Regions from separate parts of the Hordeum vulgare genome. Here region 2 is linked to region 1. The links are chromatin contacts, called in public Hi-C maps. All regions are on one chromosome and are shown on one strand. The core of a region is the stretch at or near the end of the contact, and the rest is flanking DNA. Distances in the headings are between cores, read along the strand shown.

Region 1 (3,207 bases), core at 543-3,042:
TGCATCAATGCGTCATGGGCACTGCTTCGTTTCTTCACCAAAGCCAAACAAAAAAAAAATCTTCGCCATAGCCAAAGAGATAAGTTGTTGCACAAAAAATATGTTACTACTAGTTTTTTCTGAAAAAATCATTTTTTTCTTGTGTATCTGTTTGTGTGTATTTGCTCGACCATTTGATGCTTTTAGGTCAGGTATGCTCAGTTCGGCTGCAATTTGTGGGTGTCATACGGTTTCGATGTGGTGGTTGGTTTTATTTGGTGGGTCTTATGGGATGAAAATTGAACATTTCCATGCATGTGAAATTCTTGTCTTATAAACAGGGTTGAATGAACTGTCTGTCCCATAATTCTTGATGAACATTCGGTAACGTGGAATATGTCCATGCGCATGCATACGTATCAATTAGCTAGCAACTAGCAAGAAAAGCTAGGCCATTCATAGCTGGCATCTTTTATTTCCAAGCACTCATCCTAGGACCCGATGGAGATACTCATGGCCAGGAAAAACGACGTCTGAACAAGACGCTGGCGTGCATGGCAGGAGGATACTATAGCTACGTATACTACTGGAGGCCACGCGTACACTCCCTCTTCGAGCTACACCAGTGGACACTTGTGATCTTAGCTAGCCTTGAGGATATGTAGACGAAAATGAACGGACCGTGCAAAATTTCCAACAAAGATGGAGAGAATGGACCACGCATGTAGATATCATGCATGTGATCTTCATAATGTATGCACGCGCGTACATGGGCATGCACCAGCTATATATATACAACAAGTACAACAATACACGAGCATACAAACCTGCAAAGAATTATCAATACGGCTGGCCAGCCAGCTAGAGATATAATGCGCACAAGTCTTTATTATGTTTATTATTAATTGTATTATTACAGTGATAGGCACGTACACAAATAAAATACGCGTACGTATTAACGCTTGCCAGCAGGACAAGCATGTGTACGAGCGAGCACACACTGATGCGTCATCGTACGTGTACGTACGCGATGCATACAAATTTCTTAGGACAGTGTACGTGATGTATACAAGCGTGAAGGGATTGACGAGATTACGCCGATGTCGACGGATACATGCACAGACAGGGCATGTATGGTGACACCGGAAAGAAACTAAGAAGAAAACTGTGCAGTGGTACGCTAGCGGCAGCTAGCTGCTAAAAGCGCTACACTACGACGAGTGACACTCATGCATGATGCATGGACGGGGACCATATGGGTGGAAGGTGCGGCCTCACATCATGTAGGGACAGGAGATTAATTAGTATTATTACGGATTGGACCCTCTTAATTAATTGATGGCTTGTCAACAAGGGTGGCAACTGGCCGGGGCCTGCAGGTTAACCACAGCCATAATTAATCAAGGATTTTTTTTCAGCATAATTAAGATGGATAAGTATATGAGATACTCCTATATCGATAGCTCGATTGTGTGGACTAGATATGTACAGGACTGGCGCATGAATGAATCTTCTATTATCATCAAAAAATGGTGAAAGAGTATATATGCAAACCTTTTGAAACAAGAGAATTGTAGGCAAAAACAAAAAAGTTTTAAGGGTTGTGCTATAGGTATGGTGTACACTATATGACTTCTCTACATGTATCCGAAAATATGGTGACGTGGCTCTCTCATGTGCCGTAGTTTGCACTTATAGCTTGACTATACGAATAAGATCTGGGAGACTAGAGTGGTAGTGCGAGTTGCAGTCATGCATGTACATATCCGGCACAGCATTAAATAGCTTTTGTTTACGAATTAAAAGGGGGTCATGGAAAGTGATGTTATCGTGGAAATGGAGCCCAGCCGTGCTGTCCGCTGTCATGTCCTGCTAAAAGTAGTAGGGTAATTTGGACCCCCCAACACTGACAACTAACTAATCATGCATTTGCAGCCTTTTGCTACTCCGAAACTGTGTTATTTTGTTATCTTAACTTACATGTTGACCATAATTAGGAGGCTATGCATATACCGATATACGAGAGGAGAGAGGATAGAGATGGGGGAGAATCTGTCGGTTGGTATGTATTTATATTACACAAAGAACAATATTGTGTGTTATATGTTAGATGTGTATAGTTTCTTTTTGATATATTTTGATTGTATAAAAGGTTTTCTGCATTTTACCTCACATGTACTTCCTCCATTCCTAAATATAAGCTTTTTTAGACATTTCAATACAGAACTACATACAGAGTAATATAAATGAGTCTACATTCTAAAATATGTCTACATACATACATATGTAGTTTAATAGTGAAATTTCTAAAAGACTTATATTTATGAACGGATGGAGTACATGTGTTGTCCTTTAATCCCTTTGTGAATGTTAGTTGCTCATTATCCAACATGATACCACATACTAGATTAGCGTCTCTCTCGCACGATGCAACTCGGTGCCTGCTCTAGGACTCGCTCGTCGCCGGCCGTCTCCGTTCGTCGTTGGCCGTCCCCGTCAGGATCTAACGCTCCCCGACGGCCTCCTCGTCTCCGCCCCTTGCTGGACGTCCTCCTCGTCTTCGTTCGGCAGCCGCAGCCGTCGGCTGGACGTCCTCCTGGACCGACTGTCGCCGCCCCTCCTCGTTTGGCCGTAGTCGTCGCCTGCCTCGACGGACTGATGTCGCCCTCTCCTCGTACGATCGCAACCGTCTTCTATCTCGACCGGCTACTGTCGCCCCTCCTCGTTCGGCCGCCGCCAGCACCTCCCCGTCCGGCCGCCACCGCCCCCTCCTCGTTCGGCCACCGACGACACCTCCTCGTTCGGCCGCCGCTGCCCCCTTCCAGCCGTAGCTGCCGCCTGCCTCGACTGGCTACACCTGCAGCCGCCGCTATGCACGCCCGTCTGCTGCGTTCGTAGCTCGCTTGACCGCTACGTTGCCCAACCTATTGGGGAACGTTGCTTGGGAAACAAAAAATTTCCTACGCACACGCAATACCTATCCATGGTGATGATCATTTACGAGAGGGGGGAATGAACCTACATACCCTTGTAGATAGCTAAGCGGAAGCGTATATAACGCGGTTGATGTAGTGGAACATCTTCGTGATTCAAACCGCAGCTCGTCCCGCGATCTCATCATGATCCGTCCCTCTCTAGTGCCGAACGGACGACACCTCTGTGTTCAGCACACGTACAGCTCGATGACGATCCCCGCCTACTTGATCCAGCAAGAGGGGCGAAGAGGTA
Region 2 (3,397 bases), core at 668-3,167, 130 kb after region 1:
GACCCCGGAAAAGATGCCTCTCGTTCATTCGTCAAACTCGCCCTACCCCCGTGATCTTCTAATGCCAGCTTGCTAATCGCCACGCTGCTGCCGTCCCTTATCTCCCACTCTTTCTAGATAATGCATGCACCTGTAAGATACAGATGAAAGGTTCAGAATATCAGAATTACGCCCGCATTTGGCGTATTTAAACGTAGAGTTGCATCCTTACCATGACAGCAGGGTCACCTGGAGTGCGCCAGTGAGCGAGCTGCTAGGGAAGAAAAGCTCAAGAGCCAACAAATTAGTGAGTGAAACAGCTAGAGCAGTGCCCAGCAAAAGGCAGGTTGTTGTTACCTAAAAGTCGGTTTATCCTGGCTCAACCGCAAGTCCTGCTGCATGGAGAAAGAAGGGATGGTGACATTAACCCCCACGGACACGCACCGGTAGGTTTTAATCGTTGCGATACGAAACAAGCGGAGATGTGCTAATTGCTCCAAAACCTCCATAAACAAATACATGCAAGGGTCTATCAGAACAGACAATGCAAGCCTCCAGAACGGATGAGATCCGCTGCATGGGGAATCAAAGGACAAGACGATCAGCTGGAAACCGGACTAAATAAAACGCCCAATCAATCATCAATGGCTTTTGATTCGTGCCCGGCCCGCGTCTTGTTTAATGGGGACGAGTATCGGCCATCACATGGGCACACAAGGATGACATTACGAGACGATCCTAATCATGGAACCATGGATTAAACTCTTTTCCTTTGTGTATTGGACATGCAAGGATGGGAACAATAATACGTGCATGGACTGACTCATTGGGGAATACTACTGTGCCGCGAATATTTGTCCCCCCTCCTATGGACCTATTTTGTATCAGGAAATTGGGAAACAAAGGTTTTTTTTATTTCCATTCTACAATGATCGGCGTATCATCCATTGACGACGCTAGCGACAGTCAGCAGGCAAATCATTATGCTTGGTAGTACCTGTGTCATTATAGAAAGCCCGGTTCTTCACTGATCGCGGACAGGTTGAGCGGCGGCAACGTGCTCCGTCCCGGATTGGAGAAGCAAAGATTTCTGATTGGAAATTGCCTAGCTAGCAGCGAGCTTGCTGCTCCGGGTAAACAAAAGGGAGATGCCCTCTGTCCTGGAATACGAACATCTGGTGCCACCTCTTTCTCCCCAGGACCCCAACTGTGATGATTGATTGACGATGGCTTTTCCCCCACAGAGAAGTGATCCAGTGACTTACCTGAAAAGCAACGGAGATAGAGGACAATGCTTGGGTCTGACACATAAAATCTTGCAGGTGGGGGGAAAACGAGGTGCACATGCACGAACACACAGCAGCAGCAGCTAACAAAGATGAGTTTAATTAGCAGCAGAAGAAAGGTGGGCATGGCCGCCTCCCCCAACCGTGTGTGTGCTTTACCCTGCATGGAACACCCGTGACGTAGAAGTAGCTGCAGAAAAGAAAGGCAACATAAATAAAAAGACAAGGCTTCTAGCAGCAGCAGGAGGAGGAGGAGGAGGAGTGGTGTACACTCGATGCTGCTCTGGGAGGTCGTGGTCATTCGCCATGGGCGGAGCAGGAGCAAGCAGTCCCTTCCCTGATAATGCAGAGGCAGACGGACCCGTTTTACTTTCACTGGCCTGTGCTCAAAGAACACACAAGGAAGGAGAAGATGAATGTACAATTTCTTAAACGAGGCCGCGGCCGCGACAATTAAAATATCGGTGGAGGCGGCTACCCCACCGGTTTTGGCACCAGACATAGATTCTTAGGAGAGATGACGAGACGAGGCGTACCCCCACGCGTAGCCGGAAGCAACCAAGTGAAGAAGGGTTAAACCCCCCTTCGCCTCTCGCAACCACCTCCACCACCACCACCTTTAAAAGAAGGTGCTAAAGGGAGGGGTGTCCTGCAAAGAAAAGGAGAGGAGTGCCCCCTAACCTTTCCCTGCTTTCCACTGAAATCTCCTATCTGCAACCATACACACATACAGTTGCTCTTCTTGCTCAATTCTGCCCCCAGCAATCATTTCTCCATATATAAGTCACTATACCCTCTGCATTTCCCACCCCTTCAGCCATGGATTCTTGAAGAAGCTCTGTGTTACCAGAGGAGGCATCTGCTGTGCGCAATTTCAGGCTGTGTAAGTTCCGCGAACCTGCCGGGTCTGCGAATTTCAAGCTCGCGGGCTCTGCATTGCGCTGAAATGGGGAGGCATTCGTGCTGCTACAAGCAGAAGCTGAGGAAGGGGCTCTGGTCCCCTGAGGAGGATGAGAAGCTCATGAACCACATAACCAAGCATGGCCATGGCTGCTGGAGCTCTGTCCCTAAACTTGCAGGTGAGTAAAGACTGATCCTCTCCATTTCACTCTTGTCAATTACCAACTTCCAGTCTTTCCCTTCTCCTCCTAAGAAGGCTTCCCTCTCTTAGTCAGTCCAATTATCTAAATATGCCTCGTAAATTGCTGCAGGGCTCCAAAGGTGTGGCAAGAGCTGCAGGTTGAGGTGGATAAACTACCTGAGGCCAGACCTTAAGAGAGGTGCCTTCGCTCAGGATGAGGAAGACCTCATCGTTGAACTCCATGCTGTGCTCGGGAACAGGTAAATTTTAAGCCTATAGTTGCACTTGGAGGACCCTAACAGAATTCAGCATTAGTAACTGCAGAGCAAACCTTGATAATTCAACTAATACGCCTCTTTTTTTTTCCATGAGAAGGTGGTCTCAAATTGCAGCACAGATGCCTGGGAGGACTGACAATGAGATTAAGAACCTCTGGAACTCGTCCCTCAAGAAGAAGCTGCGGCAGAAGGGCATTGACCCCAACACCCACAAGCCCCTCACCGAGGCTGATCGCAGTGGAGCAGCTCCCACCATCAGCAACGAGAGGACCTCTGGTTCCAGTGACGTCAACCCGTCAAGCACTGGTGCTCTAGGGAACTTCGGTCACCTCCTCAGCGAGACAGCCCAATCGTCAATGCTGCTGCCGGTGTATGACAAGAAGCGCCCTGAAACTCCAAGCTTGGCACGACCTAAGGTGCCAGCAAAGGAGTTGTTCCTGGAGCAGCTTACTGCTGGTCATGAGAGCCCATCAAGCTGCCGTTCATCAGGTCCAACGCTGTATTTTCCTTTCCAGCAGCAATTAGGCTACAGCAACGAGTGTGGCAGTGGAGATGGTGCAAATATGAACTCACTCTGGTTTAACCAGAATGATTTCAACTGCAGCACAATCTCCACTGTGATGCCAACAGTTTCACCATCAGCCCTCTCGACTCCGATGGGACTGAACCTCCCACCAGACAATCACCGCCATGGGGGCACTGGCATCGGCAGTGCCCCTTTCTACTGGGATGGTGTTAATCCTAGCAGCAGCGGTAGCACCGGGAGCAGCGGA

Evidence for each region. Hi-C and Micro-C count contacts between places; a contact is called where the count stands out from the background.
Region 2: a Hi-C map of seedling shows a contact between it and region 1, with 2.6 times the contacts expected there. The contact joins the promoter of LOC123424245 here to the enhancer-like site in region 1. A contact is called at or near these places in 2 of 6 Hi-C or Micro-C datasets (leaf and seedling).

What each region holds. Positions count from the first base shown.
Region 1 is chr1H:61,307,814-61,311,020 of MorexV3_pseudomolecules_assembly, forward strand. No RefSeq gene overlaps it. Among protein-coding and RNA genes, the nearest start is that of LOC123424261, 130 kb to the right of the region's middle. Within about 2 kb of position 1,793, at least 3 of the 3 cell types and tissues checked have open chromatin away from gene starts, as enhancers often do. A contact at or near this core is called in leaf and seedling, where this site is marked.
Region 2 is chr1H:61,434,787-61,438,183 of MorexV3_pseudomolecules_assembly, forward strand. It overlaps LOC123424245 (transcription factor MYB61), which reads left to right and starts at 1,918. Exons shown (of 3, transcript XM_045107947.1): 1 at 1,918-2,344; 2 at 2,477-2,606; 3 at 2,722-3,397. The coding sequence starts at 2,212. LOC123424261 (a long non-coding RNA gene) reads right to left here and starts at 1,890. Exons shown (of 8, transcript XR_006621667.1): 1 at 1,802-1,890; 2 at 1,536-1,645; 3 at 1,425-1,455; 4 at 977-1,244; 5 at 337-374; 6 at 212-250; 7 at 1-130.